2 separate regions of the Mus musculus genome follow, and region 1 is linked to region 2. Evidence: chromatin contacts called from public HiChIP or PLAC-seq data. All regions are on one chromosome and are shown on one strand. The core of a region is the stretch at or near the end of the contact, and the rest is flanking DNA. Distances in the headings are between cores, read along the strand shown.

The links. HiChIP or PLAC-seq counts read pairs in DNA pulled down with a chosen protein or histone mark.
Region 1: an H3K27ac HiChIP or PLAC-seq map of embryonic stem cells shows a contact between it and region 2, with 20 read pairs. The contact joins the promoter of Slc25a13 here to the enhancer-like site in region 2. A contact is called at or near these places in 6 of 39 promoter capture datasets (the C10 cell line, embryonic stem cells, liver and 2 more), 13 of 484 Hi-C or Micro-C datasets (the AML12 cell line, embryonic stem cells, liver and 1 more), 13 of 115 datasets of contacts at active chromatin or transcription factors (the NIH/3T3 cell line, embryonic stem cells, intestinal villus epithelium and 3 more) and 1 of 9 other capture datasets (embryonic stem cells).

The regions. Positions count from the first base shown.
Region 1 is chr6:6,211,649-6,218,573 of GRCm38.p6, forward strand. It overlaps Slc25a13 (solute carrier family 25 (mitochondrial carrier, adenine nucleotide translocator), member 13), which reads right to left and starts at 5,525. Exons shown (of 18, transcript NM_001177572.1): 1 at 5,348-5,525. The coding sequence starts at 5,362.
Region 2 is chr6:6,137,615-6,144,104 of GRCm38.p6, forward strand. All of the region lies in intron 4 of Slc25a13 (solute carrier family 25 (mitochondrial carrier, adenine nucleotide translocator), member 13), which reads right to left. Among named protein-coding and RNA genes, the nearest start is that of Slc25a13, 76 kb to the right of the region's middle. Within about 2 kb of position 1,602, at least 8 of the 459 cell types and tissues checked have an H3K27ac peak or open chromatin away from gene starts, as enhancers often do. A contact at or near this core is called in embryonic stem cells, where this site is marked.

The DNA of each region.
Region 1 (6,925 bases), core at 4,275-6,774, 78 kb after region 2:
CACAACTCATTTTATGGTCATGGTGTTTGGTTACAGCAACAGAAACCCTAACTAAGACACCTACCCTCCAGTCCTCTATCTGCGGACCAGTGCCTGAAGACATGTAGGCCCTTAATGAGGGAATACTAGAACCCTCACGTACCAGAACGGGATGAGGGAAGTGAAGGGGCTAGAAGTTCAGATACCCCCAGCCCGGGGGATAGGGGGAGCACCTATTCTGGCCACAGAAAACCACTGACACATTACAAGAATCCAAAGAGCTTCCAGGAGATCTGGGTGCTAAAATCTAAACTCTCAGGTAATTATAAAACTATAGGACCTTGATACCTAAGCAGCAGGAATCACAAGCAAGATTAAACTTTTTGTAAAAGAATCAAGTGTCCCCACCTGACCCTCCTCTGAGTTAGAACACCATTCCCTCCCAGTTACATGGCCTATGGGTCTCACTACTTCTGTCTTTGTCCTCAAAGCCAACAGTGAATCACAAGACAGACCACTTGAACAGTGGCTGTCGGACACACCAGATGTCAACAGTCCCGAAATGGGGGTGGGAGCCCTGAATCGGCAGCTCTCAGAGTGCCTGGGAGCCCAAGAACAGTCTTAAAGAGCAAAGGAGTTCAAGTTAACTGAGATCAACTGCAAACTTTCCTGGGACTTCATATCTTCATCTGGTAGAAGGCAGGATCAAGGGCAGGAATAATAAGATCTTATACTTCATAAATCTCAAGGTACACCCATCCCTAATGATTTCGAAAACTCTAAAAAGCCAAACATGAAAGGCATCGGAGGAATCTGCTTTCTTAAAATCTGTCCTGGCATCCTAATGACAGCTCACTTTATGCAGGATGTGGTGACTAATGCTTGTTGTAATCTCAGCACCTGGAGGGGGTCTGGTAGGGAGAGGGCTGATCAACTCAAGGTCATCCTGATCTGCATAGAGTTCAAGGTCATCCTCAGCTACCTGAGCCGTGGCACCCAACAATTCTTTCCTTCCTACATAGCACAAAGATCAGTCTGTTTTATTACTGCACTACCAAAGATCTAGCAGCAGTTCTGAAGACCCACCAGCAAACTTAAAATCCAGGCTGGCTCTCTTATGAACTGAAAAACTGAAGAATTCACCCACGTAAGGTGGTTTATTTGTTGTTTGTTTTTTCTTCTCCAACTGTAAAATGAAGACAAAACCCACCCGGCACACAGGATGCACTCTGTAAACAATCCTTCATTGAAAGTCTGATTTTCAGGGAGGAGTCTGACTTCTCCTGAGTCATCGCTCCCACCTCCAGTTCTAAGTCTGCCATTCCGGTCCTCCCTTGCTGCCTCCCAAGTGTGCTCTTGCCAGATGCTCTGCTGCAGTAGGGACAGTATGGCAGGCAGACAGAGCAAGGACACACTCTGCTGCAGTAGGGACAGACAGTATGGCAGGCAGACAGAGCAAGGACACACTCTGCTGCAGTAGGGACAGTATGGCAGACAGAGCAAGGACACACTCTGCTGCAGTAGGGACAGACAGTATGGCAGGCAGACAGAGCAAGGACACACTCTGGAGCCAGCATGGCAGAATTGGAATGCCAGATTTCGAGCTTCCTAATTAGTAGGTCTTAGGTCTCTCACAGCACAGCTCAGGGATTCTGAGTCTTTATCTACTGCAGGGATGGCAGTACTAACATCTAACTCAAAAGACAGGCTCATTCACAGAGGGAAAACACATTTGCAGTGGAACTTGGTATCTAGCAGCCATTCCTTATTGATAGCCATTATTTTTTTAAGCCGATGCTATTTCCCAATGTAGCACGTGTTCTCATTATCCAGCTTCCGGTTTGCTGTTCCTGACTCTGTGTGTGTGTGTGTATGTGTGTGTGTGTGTGTGTGTGTGTGTGTGTGTGTGTGTGTGTGTCTTTCCAATTGCCATTCATTCCTTCTGGGAGGTAGTCACACTTATAAGAAGTCTTCCCTCAGATTCCCTCAGATTAGGAGGAATGGGCTCCTACTGTGGGGTTGGTTGGTTTGTTTGTTTAGGTTTAGTTGTTCTGAAGCTGAGGTCCAGTTGGTATTAACATTGGGGATAGATAGTATCACTTGTAACAAGTAGTCAGATCACAGCACACAATTCCAATTGAATGACTTGTCACAGCAACAACACACCCTAAGACAGAAGACAACATCAGCAACATAAACTCTGGTCCCCGACAGAGCACTCACTTTTCTAAATTGGTGCTTGCATTTTATCATCAGATTATTTTCTTTAGTCCGAGGCTAATTTAAACCCAGCAATGTACTGATGTCTGGATTTACACATGAGCATCCCTGAGTCTTAGGGCTGAACTTAAATGAGCATTTTCTAAGTTTTCAGTTTCAAGTAGTTTAATTCAATCATCCTTAATGCAGAAACTTAACCAGTGCCAAAGACGCTTCTGAGATAATCTCGACCATGCTAATTCAGATCATTATTTCATGAAGAAAAAAAAAAAGTAACTCTTTTACTGCTGGGCAGTGATTTGATGGGGAAAGCCAAAATAGAAAGATACAGAAGAAATAAATTATTACATTTGAGTCACTACAAAGACCCAGGAATTAGGATAAGATCAGTAAATTGCTCTGGCTACATCTTTCCAGTCTGTCTACTTAAACATTCCAGTGGTTTACTATAGCAAAATAGAACACATCGAATTCTCTCATATCTGTTGGGTTCCCAAGCTCACAGGCCAGTTTTGTGCTACTTCACTGGGGTGGGCTTTTCTTTCTCACAAGCTCCTCAAATCCTTTACAAGTATGTTATTTCTACCCCTAGCTGAGATTTTTCCAGTCTATCGCTCAGTGTTCAACTAACTGTCAACATGGCTTATTACACTCCAAGGAAAAAGTAAGACACACAGATTTTAAGTCAGCATTGGGCAGAACTAACTGGAAGCTGGAAGAAGCGATCAATAAAAATGATAGGCAAATGCAGCTCAATGGGACACATTCATTCTTGGACTAGGATGGACCCACAACACCTTCACCTGGGACCTTTTAACTGTACACTGAGTATACTGTCCTTGACCTATAATTAAAGACATTACAAAAAAATGGTCTTATGGAATCCACAGATGTGGATTTGTGTGTGGCTCTCAGTGGTTTTCGAATCCAGTTCAGATATATCATAAACAAGGACAAAGTTGAGCCTGGTATGGTCATATTTCTTTATCCCTGCCCTTGGGAAGAAGAGGCAATGGAATCTCCATGCCACCCTGATATACACAGCAAACTCCAGATCAGCCAAGGCTACTTAGTAAGACTCAGCCAAAAAAAGAAAAAGAAAAAAGACAAAAGACATAGAGAGTAACTGCCCAGATAACAGTTCAAAGTGAAGTCTCTCCAAGCAACTGGTCTATCTTTGTTTTGGCAGCTAGACAATGCTGTCACCTGTGCCAAGCACACGTTTGGTTTCTATTAATCTAAGTTCATCTTACTTTCTCGTTATTTGTTTGTTGTTGCTGTTGTTGTTGAAGACAGGGTTTTTTAGTTTAACAGCTCGTGTCTATCCTGGAATTCACTTTATAGAGCAAGCTGGCCCCTGCCTCCAATGCACTGGGATTAAACCTGTGTGCCACAATGCCCAGCTTCTCCTTACCTTCTCTTTATCCTGACTTTCTCATCCACTTACAGTTGGTTTTGTTATATCCTATTGGAAGGTATTCTATATCTATATATGTCAGCCATCCGAACTGAAGAGAGGTGACTGTCAGTGAATAAATAACAAAGAAGGCAGGTTTCAAAGGGTAAAGGTGACAGGAATGTTTCAGTTTCCTTGGCCTCCTGATTTGGATAAAAACCAACTCTCCCTGATAGGATGTGTCTCAATTACAAAAAATGCAACTAAAAAGTTGAGCCTGCTTCTTCACTTGTTACTTCGTATCTGCCCAGTCTTCTATTCTGTTTCTAGGCATATGTCTCAATTTAGTGCCCATCAATACTGCATCTCCAATTAAAGTAACGTAAATCAAGTGACAAAACTCCCACACAGGTATATAAATGATGAGTGGGTATTTACTCCAGAGAACTGATTTATACCAATCGTTATATCATGCAAAGTTAATGCAAAGAAAGGGGCTATTGGCTTGAAAGAACTAAAGTAGCTTCAGAAATAAATCAAAGTGCCCATCCACAGACTCATGCGCAAATACACCCAGTGCACACTCCTGAGGGTTACAGAGGAAGGAAGGCCACTTAAGGCACTGAGTCTAGGAACAAGAAAACTGAGGATTTGGGGAGCCTGGAGAGACTAGTCATAGAACACTATTTAAATATATTTGTCTGCTTACAATTTCCATTGCAAATGTGATTAGTTTGCCTGAATAAATCAGAATATGATGTGGTGGCCATGTTTTCCTCTTCAGGGTTATCACAGAGTTTTGATTAAGGACAAATGTTTGAAATGTTGGGTATATTTAAGTTCACTGCACTTAAAATGATCTAAGAAGTTGTATAGGCTTGATTAAAGGGCTGCCTTCGTGAACTTAAAATTAAAAGCAATAAATTCCAATGACTCGAGTGATTGGGACTGAATATGGTATTCTGCCAGAAAAGTTGAAATGCAGTCCAGAGAGGCTGAAATGGTGTGCAGGTTTGAAGAACCGGTGAAAGAGGAAAGGTCAACCTGTCAGAGCTGCCTTCTCCCTGGGTTCGTGAACGATTCACATTACACAGAATTCCTTTTAAGTAGAACTTCACAGGAGTGACATGCTCCCAGCACAATCTGTTTTGTCATTTTCAAAAAGAAGCCTCTCTGAGGCTCAGAGGCTGCCTTGTAAGTGTTGTCAGATGGAGAGAGAAAGGGGAAGGATGGAAGATGGGAGGTGGGGGTGGGGGTGGGGAAGGGTCCAGGGCTAGCTGCGCACAGACGCAGGCCAAGTCTCCCAGTTTCCAAAACGGAAGTCAAGGTGACTTCCCTACCAGCGGGAGGGCGGAACCCTTGAAATGTAATAGGATAGGCTTCAGGCCCAGTTGGGGCCCCTGGAAGGAGAAACTCAGGTCAACAACAGTCGGGTCAGAAGCAGGAGAACCCCAAAGTAGCAGAAGGGTTTGTGTGTCCCTGGGCTCTTCCCTGCCCCAGGCTACCTGGCCCCATTCGCGCGCTCCTCCTTGCTGGCCAGGGCTCGGTCCCGCGGGACACCGCTCCTGGCCAGACCAAGTGGGAGTGTCCGGCTGGCAAAGTTTCTGTAGCACGATCGGGCCGCGGTACCCACGCGGCCACAAGTGCAGTCCCCTGTGCCCCTTCCTCCCTCAGCTGCAAGGTGGAACCTCGCATCTACTACCCCGGCTGGACCCCTCTGGGCTCCAGATCGCCCCGGCCCGCCGTTCTTACCTTGGCGGCCGCCATGCTTCGGCCGGGGTACAGGCGGCTTTGAGACCTGCTCTCTGGTTGGATTGCACCGGGGACCCCGGCGACTCACTTCCCGTCCCGAGCAGAGGTGGGGGCGGTGATTCTGCCCGGCAGCGTGCGCGCCTGGCCTGCTTCCCCACGCCCTCCTGGCGCGGGTCATGCGGGTGCCGTCAGCCCATTGGCTGGGCCCGGCCAGGGCCTCCCGGGCGCGCGTGATCTAAAGGCCTCTGCCCTGTAGCCAGGGAGGGCCTCAGTATGGGAGCTACTGAGGGGCCAGGACACGTGACTCAGACTGTGCTGTCCAGCTTTAGTAGCCATTGTCGTGTATACCCCGGGGGCAAGGGAGAAATGCAAGCCACTGTCTCAAAAGACCGGGGACTTGGTGAGCTGAAGCTGCAGCTTGGGCTGAGGCCAAGGGCTGGCTAGGTCAGTGTCCATGAGAGAGCCAAGTAAGAGTGGTTACCACACAACACCTGGACGTTGACATACATACTCTCATAGATGCACACATTGGGTCAGGTTCTTGCCAGATTCACCTTGGTTTTTGCTTCAAGATGGACCCCACTTTAATGCCATCATGAAATCCCTGAAGTATTGACTAATAGAAGAAAAGATAACAAGCAGGTGACTAGCCTCCTTTGTGGCTCTAACTTGATAAACTCTTGAATATGGTATAGAACACACATTTGTAACAACTCTATTTTGCAACAACTATATGAGGACAAAAGAGGTCAAGGCCTCAAAGAGGTGACAAACTTAAAAAAAAAACAAAAAAACAAAAACAAAAAAAAACCCTACGAGCTATTGTTTGCTCTCAGGACACCATAAGAACAATGAAAACAGGAAAGGCTCTCAGAGATTACTCCTGAGGTAAGACTGTCAGTCCAATGCGTAGATAGCAAGAGATGCTCCAACCATGACGAATGAGAGGAGACAGGAGACCCAGAATTGCTGAGGAACCCAAGGGTTTAGTCAGAGAAGGCAACCTAAATTTAGGGACTGCTGGAGGAAGAGTATGGGCAACAGGAAAGACCTGAAGGTGCCTTCTAAGGCTGGAATCAGTATACTGTAAGTACTAATGTCGTTAGGGTTCCACTCAGTTGCCATAATGTATCCCAGATTCACAAGTTAGAAACTAAATCAGGAGTATGAAACACTCAAGTCCTATGGGCTCTGCCCTAAGGTCTGCATCAATGGCTTCATAAAAAGGGGCTTGTAACCCTTCCATTCTCAGCTCCAGAAAGGTGAGAGCTGGTGAACCAAGAGTTCCAGGCCACCCTTATCTATATAAGGAGACGTGTCAAAAAAGAAAGAGAAGAAACAAGCTCATAGAAGTAAGTCTACTCTCATTGTCCTCTGCCGTGCGAAGCTAGAGCTTTCCTCTCTCTGGAAGATACAGTACTCAGAGAAACATCTCGGAAACAGAGACAAGACCTTGACTTGTTGAAATTGTGATCCTAGAGTCCATAGCCAGGGTGACAACTACGAGGAATACGTTTTTAGCCTTACTCTCAGGCACTGTGTGGTAGCAACATGAACCAGGCTAACACTGGTATGATA
Region 2 (6,490 bases), core at 352-2,851:
AAGACTTTGTTTTCTCCACTGTTTTCCCACCTGAAAGTCGACTATACTTTATATATCGTAAAAGCGTAATTACAATGGACAGGGCGGAGTTGACCTCTAAGCCCAGTGTTCAGGAGACAGAGATAGGAGGACTGTAAATTTCAGGCCAGCTTAGGCTACAGAGTAAGATCTGGTTTTAAAAGCGATGGAAATAATTACAAAGTAGCAACTGTTTCTTTCTGGAAGACGAATGTCCAGACTTCCCCTCCAAAGAAACATTGATTTGCTCCAAAATACAAGCTGGCTTCTTGTAGAAACACAGTAGCCTATGATAGAAGATTTCAAACTTTTATAAGCTGTGTCAAATAAATTTCTCTTACACACACACACACAGAATCTCAAGGATTCTACTGAAAAAAAGAAAAATCGTATTAGTAAGCAGTCAGCCAGATCAGAATATGGGAGTTCAGCATAAAAACCTGTCAGTTGTAGTTTTACATATATGAAATAGCAATCTAAATATAAGTTTGAAGAAACAATCCCATATGCAACGTCCTCAAAAAGCCACGAATTTAATAACAAATATGAAATACATCTACTCTTCAAATGCCATAAAATGCTATTCATTAGAATAATCAGTATTATTTATATGGCAAAATAAATAAAAATAAGAATTGTGGCTTATCCCTTGAATCCAGTATTCAGGAGTCAGAAGCAGATGTGGGCCAGCCAGCCTGGGCCACGTAGTGAGTTTTAGGTTGGCCTGAGCTACAATGTGAGACCCTGGCTCGAAATAAATGGTGACATAAAATTTATGGTGGGTGGCAGAAGTACATTCCAAAGTTGGTGTTGAATGGTCAGACACCCCAAAGTGACATACACCTAGCTGGCTTCTTGAGGAAAGAGACAAGCTGGAGACAACCTGCTTCTCAAATGCATACAAGAACTCAAGGAACCCAGAAAAGCCAAGATTTTGTCTGGTGATCTGGAAATTTGTAGTTTTTGTTTTGTTGTTTTCAAGATAGGGATTTTCTGTGTAGCCCCTGATGTCCTGGAACTTACCTTGTAGACTAAGCTGGGCCAGAACTCACAGAGATCTGCCTGTCTCTGCCTCCCAAGTACTGAAATTAAAAGCACGCACCATCACCATCCAGGGAGCCCAGGAAATTTTGAAATACAAGAACAGAGCTGGCCTTCAGTCAGTACAAAGTGACTGCAACTCAGAACTGTGGTTCCAACATAACATAGGCTAAAAATGACCCAAGCTAGGCAAGAGGCAAACTCAAGCATGTGTGTTTGCTGCCCGGAGATTTCCAACAAGTATGGCTGATAATGCACCAAGAAACATGAGCCCTTAGCTTGTAAAACAAATGATCTTGTAAGACTCTGTTGAGCCTTAGCTTACCGGGAATCCCCTTAGTGAACCACGTGGAGCCAGAATCAATGCAAAAGCAAGAGGAATTTTATTTAATCCAGCATGCTGGGGTCACCCTGCACATAGGCAGAGTGATGCCGGGCTGCCCATCCAGGGAGCCTTTATACAGTTCTCAGGGCCACCGCCATTAGGCAAAATATGATTAGCAGAACAGTGTGACTTTTAAACTGATTGGTCTATAGGGAATGAAGTGGGTGGCCAACGGTCTCGGAATGTGTCTTGGAGCTCTGGTGGTTGGTCCCTCCTTCCTGTGGTCTGAGGAATGTAATTAGCCCCTCCCTTCTGGAGCGGAGGGGTACCTATGTTCTTTATGACCTATATCCCCCCCCCCCCAGGAGGGGAGGAGGTCCTGTGGAATTTTCTAACAGCTGAGCTGACCTCTTCAATCTCTACAGGCAAAATGTCAAGTCCAGCCTTGGCCACCTACTACTAACCCAAGATAAACAAAACCCCTAACAAATGTATCTATGAAGTTAAGAGATAAAGATATGAATATAAAAAATAGAGGCATGATACTGTAGCCTTGGATGAGGAAAACGCTGACTGAATATGAAAAATAAAAAAGAAAAAAAGAAAAAAGAAAAAAAAACAGACAAATTAAACATCACCAAAGTTGTTTTTGTAAAGTGTAACATCAAGAGAGTAAAAGATCTCTTATAGTCTAGAGGTGGTGGGTAGGAGGAAATCGTGTATGATAAACTCTGGAATATAGAAAGGGTTCTCACAACTCAGAAATAAGACTAGTTTTTGTTTGTTTGTTTGCTTTGTTTTTTTCCCTGAGACAGGGTTTCTCTGTGTAGTCCTGGCTGTCCTGGAACTCACTCTGTAAACCAGGCTGGCCTCGAACTCAGAAATTTGCCTGCCTCTGCCTCCCAAGTGCTGGGATTAAAGGCGTGCGCCACCACTGCCCTGCAAAAGACTAGTTTTTCACAATTATGTGTATGTGTGTGTGTTTGTACGAGGAGGTTGGAGTGCTGTCATATCCCCTAGAGCTGAAGCTACAGGCAATTGAGAGCTCCATGGCCGTTACTGGTAATTAAACTTGTGTTGAGCCCAGCATGGCCTTGGTGGCGGCAGAGTGACATGGTTCCTGCCCCTGGGACAGGCCCCTGGGATGAGGCTCTGCTAGTGTCAATGGCTGCAGTGGGCATAAAGCTTGTTTATGTATTAATGTACATATTTCCTCATTCCTCCAAGACATGTCCTCCCTGTTAATATAGTGATGCCGTGATAATCTGAGATAGCAGGAGTCCAGGAGTTGAGGATGTGACTAATATCTTGGCAAGACTGGAACCTTCAGGACAATCTTTAGGACTATGGAAAAGAGCTCCAAATATATGATATATTTCTCAATTATGCAAAATATAAGGATGCAATATGAATTATGATGGGCTTCATGAATCTAAAGCAACAAAGGCAGCTACACTAAGAGCCAGCTTGTCAGAAAGATAAAAAGGCAGGCAGATTCCTGAGTTCAAGGTCAGCCTAGGACAGAGTGAGGTTAGGCCCACGTGTAATGGTAATTTCCGGGCAGGGTCCCACCCAACTAGTTTAACATCTATGCTTAACAAAGGTAGACAGATCACTAAATTCTTTTGCAATGTTAAGAACAAAATGTATGCTTGCTGTCTCTTTCTAATCAAAAGGTGGGGTGATGAGATGATTCATAAGATAATCAAAAGCAACCCTGGAGCAAAAGACTAGGTTGATAAGGAAAATGAAACACTGGACCTGAGTTCGGCAAGATACAAGCTATCTAGAGAAGTTTTTAGGATAAAAATTATTGTGTGCGTGCATGTCACAGTATGGCGTGGGTCGTGTGTGTGTGTGTGTGTGTGTGTGTGTGTGTGTGTGTGTGTGTGTGTGCCAGAGGACAACTTATAGAGAGAAAGCAGAACATAGCAACAGACTGGATCAAGAAGAACACAGCTTGGATTCATGATTTGACTTCAAGTCATTCTTTTCACCGCTCCCAGACACCCCTTCTTTCAGAATCCCCCTTCATGCCAAGGTCTGTGCTTGGCAAACTTGGGGCATATTCAGGAACAATATGTGCTCTTAACCGCTGAGCCATCTCTTCAGACCTGACAATTCTACTTAAGATGGACAAAAGATAAAAGGACAGTTTTCAAATGGGAAAAAATAGAAACTAAGGAGACATTTTTCTAAAATAAAAATGGCCCACAAGTACCTAAAGAGGTGTCGCACAGCATTAGCATTGCCAGGGCAGATGAAGACTAATGGCTACCACTTAACGTGGGCATAGAAGAATGTGACAAGTGTTGTTGGGAATGTGAAGACACTGGGACCCACAGGCACTACTGCAAATATGAAATGCAACTTTGGAAAACAGGACACTCAGATTTACTGTATGACTTAACAGTGTTCATTCCAAATGTGCAGCCACAAGAAAGGGAACCACATAGCCACAAAAAGTACGCAGGTGAATGTTTATAACAATATTAGTCATTGCCAAAAAACAGTAACAAACTATGTGTACACACTCGGGATCTGATGAGCTAGACAATATACACTAAATCCATATAATAGACTATTATCCAAATACAAAAAAGTAATAAATGAATCTTAATATGTGGAAAAGTGTGCTAATATCATGTATGAACCTTGTAAACATTATGCAAAAAGTCTATACTAACAGACGACATAAAATATTAGTTAATTTTTATAAACTTTCAGCAAGATTGCTCAGCAGGTAAAGGTGCCTTCTGCCACACCCTCAGAAGGGGAGAAGTAAGTCCAGTAAGCTGTCCTCTGACCTACACATACGCGCGCGCGCACACACACACACAGTAACATTAAATACAGTAAACAGTACAGTAAACGTTAAAAACAATGCTGCGAACAGACAAATTAATATAGACAGACAGTAGATTAGGGTTGCCTTGGCCTAGAAGGTACCAAAAACAAACAAACAAACAAACAATGGGGTATTGAGAGGAAATGCTTGACTGGTAATGAATCCCTTGTTAGGATAATGAAGTGTCCTAAATTTCAAAGTGCTAATGGCTGTGCAAATCTGTGACTATACTTAAAACTAAAGAACTTTGCAGCTAGGAAGAGTAAATGGGGCCATTTTAAAATCTCCATAAAGCACTTTAAACCTAAATGACTACTATAGATTCACTTCCAACAACTGAGCAAAGTGCTTGACTCAACACTTAGTCATTAAAAAGGAATAAAATACCTGACTTGGAGAGTTATTTGAGTTGAGTGTGCCTAATGTTCTGCACATAGTAGGTGAGGTGACCACTGAGATAAGACCAAAGGTCTTAACTATACGGGGAATTATTATTTAAGCACAAAATACTTACAGAGGATTTTTTAAATAGTAAGCAGAGTGCGATTTGGAAATATCATAGCTCATCGTCTCTCAAAAGGCATCAGTTTTCCTGCAACACTTAAAATCCATCCTTCCTTGAGCTCACATGCTGAAATCTTGAATGAAAAGTGATCAAAATCTACGTAATTTTCTATTATGTTTCTTAAAGTATGAAATTAAGAAAGATTAAGAACCTCCACTCTTTACTTTGAAGATGTTTCAAATACTAGAAATATTTAATTGGCAAATTACTTGCACATGCCATTAAGTGGTTAGACTGAATTTGTTTTTACAAATTCTATGGGCTCTTATTTCTTAACCTCTACCACACTATAATCTGAAATCATCAAGGTCTTCACTTATGCAAATTTTAACTTCTACATCTTTGTTTCCATACAGAATAACTAAATTAATGCTCTTTAATTTCTAGAAAATTCACTTTTCGCAGCTTCAAATCAGTGAAAACGAGTTTCCTATTAAGATAGAAAAGATTCATCAAGCTATTGCAAACACTAAAGCATAATATCTCTCCTATTGATCTTACAAAGTCTATTAATACAATAAATGCAAAAAGGATGCTTCTGTTAAACACCCGAGTGAGTCTTCTAAGGAGGCAGGAGGACTATATAGACTGCACTCGCCTTCTCTCGGAAGAGTTTCCCACTTCCTCTAAGTCTTATTTCTCAAAGGAAATTTGTGTGTTTTCTATGAGAAGTCATATTTCACCTGCTGATACAGCTAACAGCAGCTTATATGGGCAGAGTTTCCAAGCATCGCATAAAAGATGAACTTGAATAGAAAGTTAAAGAACAATAGACTAAGTGGATGCAGACAGCCTGTGTCCTGTGCCCCAGTGTCAAGGTTGCCATTTCAGACCCTTCTAATGAGTACCTTTTTATGTTAATCATAGTGAAGGGTCTGAGGAGGAGAAAAAACGGGAATACTGGCTACAATTGAGGCTCCCTCAAGAAAAGTCTGCGAGAAAATGGATGTCATTAAAACAGTAAGCATAGACTGTGTCACATTACAAAGGAGTTTTCTCTAAGATCTTATAAAGTTTTTTATTGTTATTTTGAATACACACAGACAGTGGTGATGAGGATCTTAAGGTAGACAGTCAAATAGACAGACAGACAGGTAGCATGCGAGTAGCCCAGTTGAGCTCTACTGAAGCCATATATGATGTCAGTGTACTTAACAGAATGTGTAATTTAAAACTCTTCCAGGTTTACACTTTGAGAGGAATAGAGCTGCCCTAACAGAAGGTCATGTGACATTCTGGAAAGCATGCTCTTGTCGTGCCAGAAGACAAGCTGTGGTTTCTATGCAGCCAGTCACCTTTCCCCACTGAGCCAGCTCACGCACGGAAGAATAAGTGCCACGAGCTATTGTTCACCTGAAGAATGAGCTATGTTTCCCAGGAGAGCTTGTTTAAAACACATTCCCAAGCCTCATGCCTCAACGTTCTGAATCAGCAGGAGGAAGGTGGAGCCAGAGTAGCCACGGTTTTAACAAATGTCACATGCAATCACTGTAAGACCCTAGGGTCAGCCCCGTGGATAAGAACCACCCTACTCTAAGATCTGAGATCTCTAATGCTTAGGCATAGCACCATAAATCACCAGAGTGGATGCTGGTAAGCAATGTGGCCAAAAGGCCAGCAGAGATTTAGCATAAGATATAAATGGCCTCTCACAATTTCTAACTCAATCAACAGTAGAGAGGCCAACTTGAAG